Linked DNA regions of Sus scrofa: regions 2, 3 and 4 are each linked to region 1. Evidence: chromatin contacts called from public Hi-C and HiChIP or PLAC-seq data. All regions are on one chromosome and are shown on one strand. The core of a region is the stretch at or near the end of the contact, and the rest is flanking DNA. Distances in the headings are between cores, read along the strand shown. Region 1 overlaps MYO16 (unconventional myosin-XVI). Region 2 holds the start of IRS2 (insulin receptor substrate 2). Region 3 has its middle 89 kb from the start of IRS2. Region 4 has its middle 160 kb from the start of IRS2.

Region 1 (3,405 bases), core at 653-3,152:
ATGTCTCAATGATTAAATACTGAAAAAAATTCCCTTTGTACAGAAAACTGTAATTAAACATTACAGGGAAAACAAATGATCCGCCGAGTGCGAGGCTTTCGTCTTCAGCTAGTCCGTTTCCTACATGGGCATCTGGCTCTGCCTGGCAGTGGATCCCAGCCCTGTTGGTGCTCTGCCACACAAAGATATCATTATAAAAACACATGCTCGGAGACTCCTTGTAAAAATGAATGTCCTGGCATCTCCCTAGCACAGGATTACATTGGCATCTGAAGCCAGAAGGAATCTTTTTGAACCAGATAACTATTCATTTTATATGACTTCCAGAATAATATTTATTATTTTCTCGGCTGGAGCTAAACAGCCACCCCAATTTCTCAATTTCATTATGTATTCATTGGCCCGATGTAAAATTAAGTGAGGAAGTGTTTGTCTATTTATCTATTGAATACCAGCAGTTCACTTGGCATTGGACAACCAGATGGAGTAACAGAAGAAAAATAATAATTCCGCACTTAATTAAATAATCACTGCTGGAATTTAAATGGTAAGGGAAAGAGAGAGAGAGAGAGAAAGGGGGGCAGGGCAAATGTAAATCTTTGATGGTTTTAAGTAAAGTACATTCTGTTTTGCAGGGGGGAGCAGTGGGGAAGTCCCAGCAGTTTGATGCATCAGTAACTCTCTATTAAGATGGATTTCCCAGAAATTATCATTCAGATTGAAATTCTGGTTTTGTGATTTGCTTAATAATCAGAGTGTGAAAAATGCATTCAGCCAATGCCTGCTAGCAAATGTGGCAGTTCTTAAGACGTCTTGGGATTGTGTGAGATTCTTTTTAAGTAATAATGATGAGCCTCCATCGTGCTTATGGATCACGAAGCAGGGGCTGGAAGGATGGGGGGCTTTCTCAGGATGCACCGGGTACCGCAGTGCCACGGGCATCCTCCAGCCTCCGCGGGTGGGCTGTATACCAAAGGGCTGTGATTATGTCTCCTGGAGCTGGCTCATTGTTACCATCCAAATAATGCAGCTGGGTCTGTCTGGGGGGGCTCTTTGTGTTTGTCCCCCCAGAGCTGAAGACAAGGCTGGACCCAGGCACTTCCACTGCAGCTCCGTCCCGGTGCCCCTGGCGGTGGACGGCCTGGTCCAGTCCCTGGCTAGTCCATCCACCCGATCTCCTTCTCTGCACTCCGTGTTCAGCCTGGATGACAGCAGTAGCCTCCCGTCACCACGGAAACAGCCTCCGCCCAAGCCGAAGCGGGACCCCACCACGCGGCTGAGCGCCTCCTATGAGGCTGTGAGCGCCTGCCTGTGGGCTGCGGCCAGGGACTCAGCCAGTGAAGGTGAGCCCAGGGGAAGGAAGAGAGAGATCTGCCCCCCCTGGGTTACTGATGCCTGATTTCCCGTCTTTGGGTGCCCGGGGCAGTGCTGTCCACCCCACCCCCCAATACATTTTTAATAGAATTAAATCCATCAACGGCTTGCCAGGGGGCCCTTTGAATCATTAAATATAAATAATATTGCATTCAGTTCGCTAAGCCTCTTAGGGAAAAGCTACTTACATATGATTTCCTTAAGTCCTAGCCCAACTTCGACAGTGCATGAGGAGCCTTCAACCAGAACAATTCAGAAAGTCGGCCTCTAGTCCGTGTCAATGTTTGCTAATTAAAAAGCTAACATAATTCATCTGGCTTCCCCGTTATCGGCACCTAATTAAACATTAAGCCCGGGGAAACGGCGCAGGCAGAGGAGAACCATGACTCGGCAAAATGCAGTGGGGGTGAAAGTGGGGACAAGAGAACCACAGTGTCTGCCTTGCTGGACGGACATACTTGCGCAAAACCACAGCCCTCTCCGGATCAGATCTCTCCCAGAAGAGGTCATGCGATGTTTTTGCTTCATCGTTCGTTCTGAGCGTGGTTGGGAAGCGCAGAGGGAAGTCCTTCTCTGCGGCACATCAGCCGCACAGCCTTGAGTTACTGCCCTCAGAGGGAGGCCCTACTGAGGCCCGGAGGAGCACAATAAATGAATGAATAAATAAATAAATAAATGCCCTCGGGGCGGCAGGTGGTGAGCACAGTAAGCAGGTAAACACACAGCGTATTTGTCTTCCAAGCGGGTGGCTGCCGAGAAAACACGGTAGGGGGTGGCGGTGTTCTCAGGTGACTTCGGGGTGAGAGCGCTGAACTCCCAGACCTCAAGGGCCAGCTGGATGGAGGTCCCCAGTCCCTGTCCCTTTGGAGAAAACATTCGGCAAGGAGCCTGGGAGTGGTGGAGCGTATCAAGTGTGTACAAGAGAGAAGCCTGGGCAGGCGGGGTGGGGCAGAGCGACAGACAGACAGAGACAGAAAGGGGGAAGAGAGTGCCGCCTGTTTTGGGGGTGATTTAAATCCGTCCGATGGGGGCCCTCCTTCCAGGTTTCCTCTGGCCTCTTAAGCCCACCTTGGGCCTGACTCCGGGCCCTCATCTGTGTGACAAGCATCTTTTAGCCAGGATGGATTCTAGCGCAGAATGGATGGATTCTTCTCCCAGGATGGTTTCTGGGAAGCCGACGGGATGTGCTGTGGTCTGGTGCCCCTCTCCCTTCTCTGGCCCCTGAGGAACCTTTCTGCGCATGTGTGGTTCTGGAGGGCTCCTTGACCTCAAGAGTGAGAACTATCTGGTTGGAGTTCTGTGGTGGCTCCGTGGGTTAAGAACCAGACAAGAGTGTTGGTGAGGATGCGGGTTCCATCCCTGGCCTCACTCAGTGGGTTAAAGATCCGGCATTGCCACAGGCTGTGGCATAGGCTGCAGATGCGGCTTGAACCCCAGATCCCAAGTTGCTGTGGCTGTGGTGCAGGCTGGCAGCTGCTGCTCTGATTCGGGCCCTAGCCTGGGAACCTCCATGTACCACAGATGCGGCCCTAAAGAAAAAAAGAGGGGGGGAGAAGTTTCATGTAGAAAGTCCTTCTTTTATCCAGGCAGGACCCAGCTCCTCCTTAATCCTGCCACAAAATCTGTCTTGACACTATCTTTTCACCGGGGACATATTCCAGTTGCTCAGCCTGGGCCCCTTCTAGCTCCCACCTCAGGGGTGGAGGGTGACATTCTAAATGAAATGACGACATAGGTGTCCCCAGAAAAGATTGTGTGAGCACAGGAGGGGGCACAATTTCTTTGGTGAATAAACGAGCTCCAAATGCAAAAGCACAACAAAGCCATAAGCTCGTCTTTGGGAAAGACGGTTGGTTGACGCCAAGGAGGTGGTGGATGCACAGAAGCCTGCAGCCGTCAGCGGCTGCGTGTGGACTCTAGTTTCATCTGCAAAGACGCCCTTTGCCGGTTGATTTAGAAAGAACAGATCTCAGGGAGAAGTTTTTAAACAGTCGCCATTGTGATACATGAGTCGTGTCACAGCGCTGCTTA
Region 2 (3,405 bases), core at 273-2,772, 450 kb after region 1:
CAGGGACATAAAGCCAGGGTCGCTGGGGGAGCCCGAAGCCGAGGCGCTGCCGCTGGAGGGTCGCTGAGGGTGCAGGGGATGCTGCAGGTGCGGGTGTGGGCCGGGAGGTGGCGGGTAGGAGCCCGAGCCATGCCCGCTGCTGGACGACAGGCTGCCCGGGCTGGTGGCGGCCGGGGGCGAGTGCGCCACGGGCATGGACATGGAGCGGCTGTGTTGCAGAGCGCCCCCTGCCGGCGCCAGCGTCACTTTGCTGGCGCGGCCGCCGCAGCCGCCGCTCAGGGTGTGCGAGCGGCTCAGGGGCGCGCGCACAGGCCCTGGGCTCAGGGGGCTCCCCGACACCGACACCGGCCTCCCGCCTGCCGCCCCGGCCCCCGCAGCCGCGCCGCCGTCGCCCTCGCTGGCCGTGCGAACCCGGCACGAGCTGCACTTGGCCGCCGGCGGGGTGGCGGCCAGGCTGTCCGTGCGCGAGCGGCGCACCAGGCCAGTCTGGCTGGGGGGCAGGTTGACCAGGTGGTGGTGGCGGCGCGCGCCGGGGACGCTGATGGGGTGCGTGGCTGACGAGCCGGACGACTGGCTCTTGCTGCGCGGCCGGAACTCGAAGAGCTCCTTGAGCGCCTTCATGGCCTCCAGGATGGTCTCGTGGATGTTCTGGGCCACCACCGAGTCGTCCGCCTGCATCCACAGCTCTCCCGGGCCCGTGACGGCCGAGCGGCCCACCTCGATGAAGAAGAAGCTGTCCGAGTGGCCGCAGCGGCGGATGTTCATGAGCTGCAGGGTCACCGACGGCTGCTCGCAGTTGAGCTTCACGAAGCCGATGGTGCGCGCCGACAGGCACAGGCGGTACACGCCCGTCAGGTTCTTGCTCTGGCCCAGGCCCTTGGGCTTCAGGTTCACCTGCCACACCTCGCGGTAGGCGGCCGTGGCGGGCGCCACCAGCCCGTAGCTGTCATCGGCCGCCGCGGCGCCGGCCGAGCCGCCCAGGGCGCCGGGCAGGGAGGCGCTGCAGGACGCGGCGGTGGCGGCGGCGGGGGGCGCGTCGCCGGCGCTCGCGCGGCCCTCGCTGACCAGGTCGGTGAGCGCGCGGTACCAGCCCTCCTGCTCCTGCTCGTTCTCGGCCGCTACGGCAAAGTACTCGTCCTTGGTGTAGAGGGCGATCAGGTACTTGTGCTTGGCGTCAGCGCGCTTGTTGATGTTCAGGCAGCAGTCGAGCGCGATGACCCGCTTCGGGGCGCCCGCCTTGCTCCGCCACTTCTTCTCGCTCTCGTAGTACTCGAGCCGCGGCGGCTGCGGCGCCGACCCCCCACCCGCTGTCGCCGTCGCCTCGTCGCCGCCCGCGCCGGGCCCGCGCAGCACGAAGAAGCGCTTGTGGCCGTGCTTCTGCTTGCGCAGGTAGCCGCACTTGCGCACGCTGTGGTTGTTGTTGTTGTTGTTGTTGTTGAGGTTGGGGCCGTCGCCGCCCGCCGGCCCGGGGGGCCCGTGCAGCGGCGGGCTCGCCATCGCCGGCGATTCAGGCCCCGCCGCCCGGCCGGGCTTGGAGGGGCTGGAGGGAGCGGAGGGGGCGCGGGCGGGAGCGGCTCCCTCCCCCCCCTGCTCGCCCGCCCGAGCCCGCGTCCCTCGGGCCCAGGAGGTGGAGAAGGTTCGGGGAGGCCCGCGGGGGCCGGCACCGCGCGGTGGCGCAGCGCCCTCCGCGCTCCGGGGCCCCAGAGGATGACCAACGCGGGCGGTGGCCGCCCCCTGGCCCGGCTGCCCGCGGCCGCTTCCTCCTGGGCTCTCGGGCGGCGCCTGGGGACTCGCTGGCTGGGCCGAGAGTCGGGGTCCCCGAGCCGTGGGGCCGAGCCTTAAGGCGCGCGCGGCCGCACCGGTCCCGCCGCTGCGCCGCGCTCCGCGGTGCCGGGGTGTGCCCGGGTACTCGGGGTCCGCGCCGCCGCCGGGGTTGGTGCTGCTGCTGCTGCCAACGGCGACCCGGGCTCGTCGCGGTCCCCGCCGCACAGTGAGTAACACATCGCGCACCGAGTGACTGAACTAAGAAGAGCAAAACAACATGTGACTCGGCGTTACGCAGGCACACACTGCGCGGCCGCCCCGCCCCGCCGCCCGCATTGGCGCCGCGCCCCCGGACGGACGGCGCGTGCGGCCAATGGGCGCCGGGCGCGGGGGGGGCGGGCCGCGCGCCCCCGCCCCGCCCCCCTTTCTCCCGGGGCCGCGTTTCCCGCCGTCCCCTCCCCCTCCCGCGGAGGCCGGGGCCCGGGGCGGGGTGGGGGCCGGCCCGAGCCTCATTAATCAGAGGCTCGTTGGGGATGCCGGCGGAGGAGATGCCACCCAGGGCGGGAAAAGGGGCGCGCGGGAGGGGCGGGGGCCGGCCGCCGCGCGGAGGGCCCTGCCCTCCCGCCTTTGACTCAATTAATTGGGCTCGAAGCTTCCGCCGGGGAGGGGACCGGGGGAGGGAACACTGTAGGGGGTGGGCGCCTGCGGAGATCAGGGGCCGAGACCGCGGACCTGGGCTTGGTGCAGGGGAGGCGGAGGTAGCACCCCACTCGGGCCCCGCATCGCCCCGCCGCCGCCCCATTTGCTGGGGGCCAAGAAGGGGCAGTGAACTTGGCTGCCCTCTCGGAACCACCTTCCCCCAACACACACTTCGGCCAGCAGATCCCGCGCCCAGGCTCGGGGTGGGGGCGCGCCTTGGCGGGTTTGCGCCTGGGTGGTTCCCGGGTGCCCGGCCCCGGCTTGTTTACGAGCATCACATTAGTCCGTCACCGGTGAGCTCTGGATCGGCAGCAGCTTCGGTGCCCCTTCCTGGAAGGAGAGTCGGGGTGCGGGAGGGGGCGCGGATGCGGCGCCCTCTACCCCAGGCCGCGCTGGCGGCGGCCGCTGGCGGGATCCCACCCGCTCAGGGGCGCCCTTCCCCCGCACCCGGTCGTGGGCTCTTTCCGGGGCGTCATCAGCGCCATTCACTTGTCAGGTTCTCGGGAAGTTGAAATCGGCTGTTGGGGATGTAATAGGAGAAAGAGAAGGAGGACGAGCGGGCGTGGAGAACTGCAGTTTCCATAGTGCCGGGAAGAGGGCGGGCTCCAGCGAGCACACAGCCCCGGGAGCCGGGTCCCCGCCGCGGGTGCCCTCCTCCCGCCCGACCCTCGGCACCGCGTGGGGGAGGCGCAGGAGCGGGCGGCTGCAGACCTGCGCGCGCTTAGCCCGCAGTCTGCGCCGCGTGGAATACGCCCTTGAAGAAGTGCTTCGAGTGTTTACATCTACGTGGCTTTTGTGACTTTCAAAGTCGATTACAAATGAGGACTCACCCGGTACAATCGCATCTCCCAAATAACAGTGAGGGCTACTGGTGAGAGGGGGAGTTCTTGGGTTCGGATCCAGGCAGGCTCCAGATCCTGCAGAAACTAAGAAGGCTAAACA
Region 3 (3,405 bases), core at 465-2,964, 360 kb after region 1:
GCGCCGCAGCCACAACAAGAACCTCCTGACGGCGGCGGTGGGGTCGAGGGCGGGGGCGGAGCGCCCAGCCTCCGGGCTCCTGCGGGCTCAGCTTTGTTTCACGGGCAGCGCGGCCGCCGTCGAATCCATTTGGCCCCATTTAGGGACTAAGTACAGGAAGGTAGTTATTGTACAAGATTAGTTTCCTGTAGGCCATAAATTGGCAGTAGCAGAAAAATACAGGATGAATTTATTAGCGTGCAAGGTCAGCTCAAAGGAAGGCCAGGCTGCCGAGGGAGCGTGCTGTGGGCTTGCTTTTAACCCACCTCCCAAACTCAGCCAGGCTGAAAAAGACCCTTTAACTACTTAATTACTTCTTAATAGTTTTAAGCAAATTCAAAAGACTGTGCCTGTTGCTAAGGGCCTGGAGGTCCGAGCTGGCAGGAATTTGTCAGGAATTCCTGTTTGGACTGGAGTTTCTGAAACCTGCTTAGAAGCCCCCAGGAAACCTGCCTAGGGCTCTCCCCCTGCTGAGAGCCCACAGCAAGCCACGGCCTTGTGAGACGGCTTTTGGGGGGTTTTCTTTTGTTGGGTTTTTTCTGGGTTGTTTCGGGGGGGTTATTTTTGTTTTGGGGGGCTTTTGTTTTTCGTGGGTTTTTTTCTTTTTTTTTCTTTTCTTTTGTTTTTTTGCCTTGTTGACTAGGTATTTACTTTGACCCCAGAATTCTATATTTGGGAACAAAAAGCAGCTTCTAACAGCAAAAAACAAACAAAACAATCAAGTTGAAAATACAATTGTTTCCAAGCAGAGATTCAACAGTGTGATACATGCCCTGCAGATAAGGGCTATAAAGGAACCTCGGGAGAAACCGTTTCGCGTGGACACTGCCTGGAGCTCAGATGCCGCGGCGGCAAGGTGGGCGGTGCTCCTGATAAAGACGTAGGTACCTTCGAGAGTGCTCCCGGCCACCTGAGGCGTCCCCGTGTTAGAAACACAATCCTCCCTTTTCCTTTTGATATTTTTCCAAAGGGCTTAAAGCTGTCAGGCAAAATTAGCCCCACTGGTATGAGATGAAGTGTTTGGAGCCGCGTTTGCTAGCGCGTTGGCAGGAAAGGTTGTAATTCAAATTTGAATGAGCCCCGAGACCTGCGGTGGGTTATGGGAGACCATTTCTCCTCCTCTTCGAGGCCCTGCCCCCACTCCCCACCCCTGCCTGTCCCCAGGGGAGCCTCTGCCTGACTCCAAGGGGGGGCGGCGGGGGAAGGGGGGGCAGGCAGGCTGGATCGCCCTCCTCCGCCTTAGCTGGCAGATCACAGCCCTGTCGATTCTTCTGCTCTGTAGCAAAAAGGCGGGATGATGAACCCATCACTGCATAGCGAGGGCCCAGGCCACATTCACCAAGGGGGGGTGTGTGTGTGTGTGTGCAGGTTCCTGGGCTTTGCTGCCCGCTGTCCCCTGCTGGTGGCCGCAGCCTTGGGGTCGGCTGTCACAAGCCCCTGGGCCGCCTGCCTGAAGTAGAGAGCAGGGTCCAGAGCCAGGTCCGGTTCTGAGGTTCAGATGGGCTCCTGGTTCCTGCCGGTCCCGGGCGTGTCGGTGCTTTCGTGCATCCGCGTGTCCCAGCCGGGCCGCCTCCATGCCCACGTCCGACCACGCGTCTCACCCGGTAGGTCTTCAGCAGACATTCGAGATCTGCTCGGTGACACGCAGCCCGGAGCCGGGAAGGGTCACAGCGCAGGCGCCAAACCGGGCTCCTCCGAGGCCACCTGCTCCTCCCCCTAGGGGCGGGGCCTGCACTGTCCCTACCGCCGAGGATGTGCGGAAGGTTTGGACAGCAGCAACTTGGCTGGGCTTTCTGTCCGCCCCCTTCCCCAGGAGACCAGGGTCTGGGGCGGCGAGTTCAAGCCCCAGCCCCCAGCCGTAGCTGTCTGACATCAGCTGCAGTCTCGGGGTCGAGCCAGACCAGACCTCCTGTGACCTTCCTCCAGCCAGTTATCACAAAACAAACCCGCATGTTGAGGGTAGAGTTCAAATCCTGAACCGTGCCAGCCAGGGCCCTCGAAAGGCCCCTTGGGGCCAAGCGCCGCTGGGCGGCTTCTCCACTAACCCAGCAGCAGGGCGCGTCTCCACCCAGCCGGGGGTCCGCGGTCCCCAACCCGAGATGGTGGCTGTTCTGACGCATGTCTTGGCCAGTCTTCTAGCCTCAATCCAACAACTGTGTAGACCTTGTAAAACCAGGGACCCAATTCTCTGGACTCTGCCCTGGACAGACAACTCATAAAAGGCTATCCAGGAGCTCCCCGGTGGCCAGGTGGTTAGGATTCCGTGTCTTCACCAGCCTGGGTTTAGTCCCTGATCTGGGAACGGAGAGCCCGCATCAAGCCACTGCACACCATGGCCAAAAAATAAAAAATAAAAAGTATAGCATTAAAGAAAAAAGGCCATCCCACAGTGAATCGCCTGAACGTCTTTGTTGAGGCATCTTCAGACACATATGCTTTAGTTACTAATTCTGCTCTTATAAGGAAGAGAAGCATAGTTCTGAAAGGACAGAATGTTCCATCTTCGTGGCCAACTTCAAAAATGATCCAGCAAGCTCCAGGCATTACTGTGTTAGGGTTAATACATTTGCATATTTCATTGGTCATTAAAAAAAAAATCCCCTTATTATAAAAACAGAGAAACAAAAGGTGATATATTGTACCAGGGAATACTACCCAACCATCAAAAGAATGCATTACTGACATGCGCAGACACACCTTGAGACGTGACTTTAGGTGAAGGAAGCCAGACACACGAGGCCATGAGGATCTACTCCGTTTCTGTGAATTATCCGGGGTGCCCAAGTTAACAGAGACGGAAAGCAGGTGGGTGGCCGCCAGGGGCTGGGGGCAATCAGGACTAGCTCAGGACTGCCGGTGGATGTGCGCGTCTGGGGTGGCGGGGTGGGGAGAATGTTCCCGAATAAGATGGTGGTGGCGGTCACTCGGCTTGAACATACGGAGGACCGTTGACCCGAACCTTCAGAAGCGTGGATGTTACGATCTCTGAATCATATCTCAAGTGAAGAAATAAAACAAATGAGGGGCGAGGGCAGATGGGACCAGAAAGGACCTCCTTATCCTTCACGCAAGGCCTAACGTTGCGCCACTTTTGACCTTTGTGCAACCGAATCCTTGGAGGCAGAGGTCACTGGGACTTGGACGAGCAGCCGAGGTTACAAGGAAACCTCCTAGAGGACCAAGTTCTACTCGGTTTCCCGGCTGAGGCTCTGGCCCCTGTCGAGTTTCACCTTTAACGAACCTGCAGTGAAACTAAGAGGCATCAAGAAGGAGGCGCTGGCTTGGCCAAGACCTTGATTATTTGAATAACTTTGGCCTGGAAACCACACACGTTCATCGATTTCACAACAAATCGCCAACTCAATG
Region 4 (3,405 bases), core at 488-2,987, 290 kb after region 1:
GGGAACATTCATGAGAGAAAGAGGGAGGGTTTTCCTGGGTCTGTGACAAGAGAGAAGAGACTGGAAAGACGGCATTTGACGTCAGTGAGTAACAACTTTGGTTGCATCCCATGGCCACTTTTTAAAAGTCCTGAGTTGAGGAGTCAATGAGAAGTTTGGAGCCTCTCAAATTCTCCCGTCTGCTTTTCAACTGGCACATTTTCTCTTCTTGGGAGAGTTACTGCTCGGTCTTTCCATCTATGAAATGGGCATTCATTTGGTACCCCCCTCGACCTAGCGTGGTGTGCACCTGCTGTGAGCCGTTCCTGCACATGGGCAATGGAAACCCCCCAGCCTCCCCTGGGAGCTGGCGGGTGTCTCCCGCTAAGGCCGTCTAATAAAGGAAAGGAAAAACGGTCTTTTGCTTCCTCCAGGCCTCATGCATAAAGACCACGTGTGTTTCTACCAGAGTTCCATGGAAATTTCACGACCGCCACCCACTGGAGGCCTTAAATAACGAAGAGCTTTGCAGAAGATTCCCGCCCCCCCCCCCGCCCAATCAGAATACTGATCACGAAACAGGACCAGTAATCTTGCTTTAATGGCATGGAGAGTATAATCCGCTGCATTTGGTAGAGATGCTAAATCAAAAAAGGCAATAAAATGTGTTCCCCTATCAATCAAATATGCTTCTTTGTGTCCTTATTCTGTAAAACAGTAAGCTCGGCTCCCTGAAGAAGACCCCGGGAGGAAGGGAGGCCTGTGCTCCTTTCGCCAGCACCCCGCAGCCTGCATCCTGTGCAGCTGCCGAACAAACAGGTCTACGTGTGAAAAACCTGTTCCCTACACCATGAGATGGCATCGCGGTGTTTTCTGATGTAAGACAATTTGCGGCGCAGAAACACGCTTAGGGGAGACTGGGGGGCGGTAGAAGAAGGCGTCCTAACGTGGAGAATAAATGAAAGAGCTGGGTGCTCAGGCCCAGCTTCCTGGCCATCCTTTCAACCCTGTATTTCAGTCAGAAAGCTTTCCTTGTAAAACCAATTTAAAAAGTCAATACTCATTAAACATGCAGAGGCCTTCATGGGCTTCCTGCTTTGTGTTTTATTCCAGATCAGGCGGTCTGCGTTTTGTCTGTCTGTCTGTCTGTCTGCTGCATGTACAGGGAAAGGGGGAATGCTGGGAGCCCTCACACTGAATTCCCAAGCCCAGATGGGTTTCCTGTCTCTCCCATCGGGGCTCCAGGACACCAAAAGCGAACCTGCTCTTGCTTCTCTGGCAAACTCACCCAGACGCCAGTCTTGGCCGATTCCAGAGCCTTCAGGCTGCCCAGGCCGGCCTTCCCAGGATGCAAGTTTCTGGACATCTGCCAGCACACACTGGCAGGGGCCGGCCCTGCGGGGTCTCTCCTGCGCCTTCCACGTCCACAGACTTCAGTTTGCCTCCTCCCAACCTTGACAGCTGACAAGGGCCCAGGATGTGTCCCACGCTCTTTCTCGAGGTTCCACAGCCTCTGTGGATTCAGAGCTTGGCCTTTTTTAAGAGCATGTCCTGAGGGGGCCCGCAGTGACCTCGCCCTGGCCAGGGCGCCCTGGGTACAGCATATGCCTTCTTGGTATTTGGCCTCCAAAGTCACTCATTCATTACACAGAGTTTATCTGCGTGCATATCCGGCAACAATACTCTTAAATAAATACTCTGCGAGGCATTTTACTCCCTGGCTGTTTGCTTGGCATTTCCATGATCTCAGTGGAGCACGGAAAGGGAGGCGACAGAGGCTTGGCAAACAGTAATTTGCCACCATCTACGCACAAGGGGACAACCGTGAGCCTGGTGCTTTGTTTTAACAGGGAGACACGTCATTGACTTGACGCAGTACATCTGTGTGCCGACCAGAATCGCCTTGAAAATTCCACTTGCCAAAGCCTGCCAGCTCACCTCTGTTTGGAGAGGACAGAGACCAAGTGGCTCGGGAGCGAGGGGACCTGGTTCCGCCCTGCAGTCCGACCCTCGCAGCCTCAGACCCAGGCCAGGTGTTGGGATTCTGTGAGTCTCAGGGGCCTCCCGCTGTCCAGGGATCCTGAAAGATCCCCCACCTGCTTCTCAGAATTGTTTGGTCTTTAAAATGAGCCAAAGTCTGAAAATCCGAGAGTAGAAACGCAGAGACACGCAGGCGCGGCCTGCTTGTAGCAAGATCACCCCCACATCACGAGCACGAGCTCCAGCAGCACCCTCCATGCTTCACTGTTATTAGTCGATTTTTTACACCTTATGAGATTCGATTTCTTTAGAAAGGTCAGGACGTGCGCACGCCCGCACAGCCAGAAATCTGTTTCAGACGCACCCGCGTTTGTCAGCGAGACCTTTCCTGCCCGCTTCACCTGGCTCTTCCTCCCACTTTCCCTTTTCCATTAGCTGCGAACACAGATCTCTCCTGCACAAATAAGCACAGGTTCCAGTGAAGACCTGCCAACAGGAAGAAGATGGGCGATTTCGCAAGGTTCACTGCGTTTGTTCCAACTGAAGCCGAGCCGACTTCATTCATACACCCTAAGAAAGCATCGCTGCGTTTTATGAGAACAGCCGGAGGCAGGCAACCCGAGAAGGGGACGGGGCGTTCCCCCCGGGCCACCCAGGGCTGGGGAGGGAAGCTACTGTTTACTTACAGACAGTGGGGAACATCCACGATTCAGATCCGGAATCTTTTCATAATGGCCCATGGGCCAGGCAGGTTGAAGAAAGTCATATATCAGGCAGCAATGTGCTTTTCAAGATCCAAAGAGTCCAGGCCGCATTCATGGGTCTTCGCCAGGGCTGGTTCCGGTCCATTTTCTGGGATGTGAAGACCTCTCCAAGGAGATAAAACTCCAAAGCCTCGGCTGATTTAAGAGTTGCCAGACCCTGGTCACACGACCTGTCTCGCTGTAATTGTTAGAATGTTCCTAGGACCTCCCCGCCCCAGCAGCTTGGCCTAGTCCTTCCCGCCCCCACCAGGAAAGGTGTGTGGCCCACTCCTCATCCGGCCCCTATGGGGCAGCATACACTCCCAACCAGCCAGCAAGTGTACCCGAAGACCCCGTTCTCTCCCAGCCAACCAACAGGTCAGCAGGTGGGTGCCTAGACCTCTCCGCACACGCCTTTGTCTCTGGGCGGTACAAGCAGACACGACCATGTGCCCGGGGTCACTGCTTCCTGATGAGCAGGAAGTCGGCCCGCTGTGTTAACAGCGTCTCTCGCCTCAATAAACTTGTCTTTTCTTCACCTTGCTTAGGACCTGCGAAATTCTTTTCCTGCCTGTAGGCAGAGACCCCAACACACGTCTCCTCACACACCTGGGCACGCCTGGTGCAGAGAGGGAGGTCCTTTGAATACCAGCTTTCGACCTGGGCTGTCAATGGCCCTGTGATCCCTGATAGGCCGAGATTC

What was found. Hi-C and Micro-C count contacts between places; a contact is called where the count stands out from the background. HiChIP or PLAC-seq counts read pairs in DNA pulled down with a chosen protein or histone mark.
Region 2: a contact with region 1 is called in an H3K27ac HiChIP or PLAC-seq map of alveolar macrophages. The contact joins the promoter of IRS2 here to the enhancer-like site in region 1. A contact is called at or near these places in 12 of 47 Hi-C or Micro-C datasets (brain, embryonic fibroblasts, epiblast stem cells and 7 more) and 2 of 2 datasets of contacts at active chromatin or transcription factors (alveolar macrophages and skeletal muscle).
Region 3: an H3K27ac HiChIP or PLAC-seq map of alveolar macrophages shows a contact between it and region 1. The contact joins two enhancer-like sites. A contact is called at or near these places in 2 of 47 Hi-C or Micro-C datasets (embryonic fibroblasts and heart right ventricle) and 2 of 2 datasets of contacts at active chromatin or transcription factors (alveolar macrophages and skeletal muscle).
Region 4: a Hi-C map of liver shows a contact between it and region 1, with 9 times the contacts expected there. The contact joins two enhancer-like sites. A contact is called at or near these places in 2 of 47 Hi-C or Micro-C datasets (epiblast stem cells and liver).

What each region holds. Positions count from the first base shown.
Region 1 is chr11:76,202,854-76,206,258 of Sscrofa11.1, forward strand. It overlaps MYO16 (unconventional myosin-XVI), which reads left to right. Exons shown (of 37, transcript XM_021065905.1): 32 at 1,072-1,343. Among named protein-coding and RNA genes, the nearest start is that of IRS2, 450 kb to the right of the region's middle. Within about 2 kb of position 1,903, at least 10 of the 83 cell types and tissues checked have an H3K27ac peak or open chromatin away from gene starts, as enhancers often do. A contact at or near this core is called in alveolar macrophages and liver, where this site is marked.
Region 2 is chr11:76,653,117-76,656,521 of Sscrofa11.1, forward strand. IRS2 (insulin receptor substrate 2) reads right to left here and starts at 1,523. Exons shown (of 3, transcript XM_021065907.1): 1 at 1-1,523. The coding sequence starts at 1,497. LOC110255859 (a long non-coding RNA gene) reads left to right here and starts at 2,295. Exons shown (of 2, transcript XR_002336770.1): 1 at 2,295-3,405.
Region 3 is chr11:76,564,322-76,567,726 of Sscrofa11.1, forward strand. No RefSeq gene overlaps it. Among named protein-coding and RNA genes, the nearest start is that of IRS2, 89 kb to the right of the region's middle. Within about 2 kb of position 1,715, at least 28 of the 83 cell types and tissues checked have an H3K27ac peak or open chromatin away from gene starts, as enhancers often do. A contact at or near this core is called in alveolar macrophages, where this site is marked.
Region 4 is chr11:76,497,509-76,500,913 of Sscrofa11.1, forward strand. No RefSeq gene overlaps it. Among named protein-coding and RNA genes, the nearest start is that of IRS2, 160 kb to the right of the region's middle. Within about 2 kb of position 1,738, at least 5 of the 83 cell types and tissues checked have an H3K27ac peak or open chromatin away from gene starts, as enhancers often do. A contact at or near this core is called in liver, where this site is marked.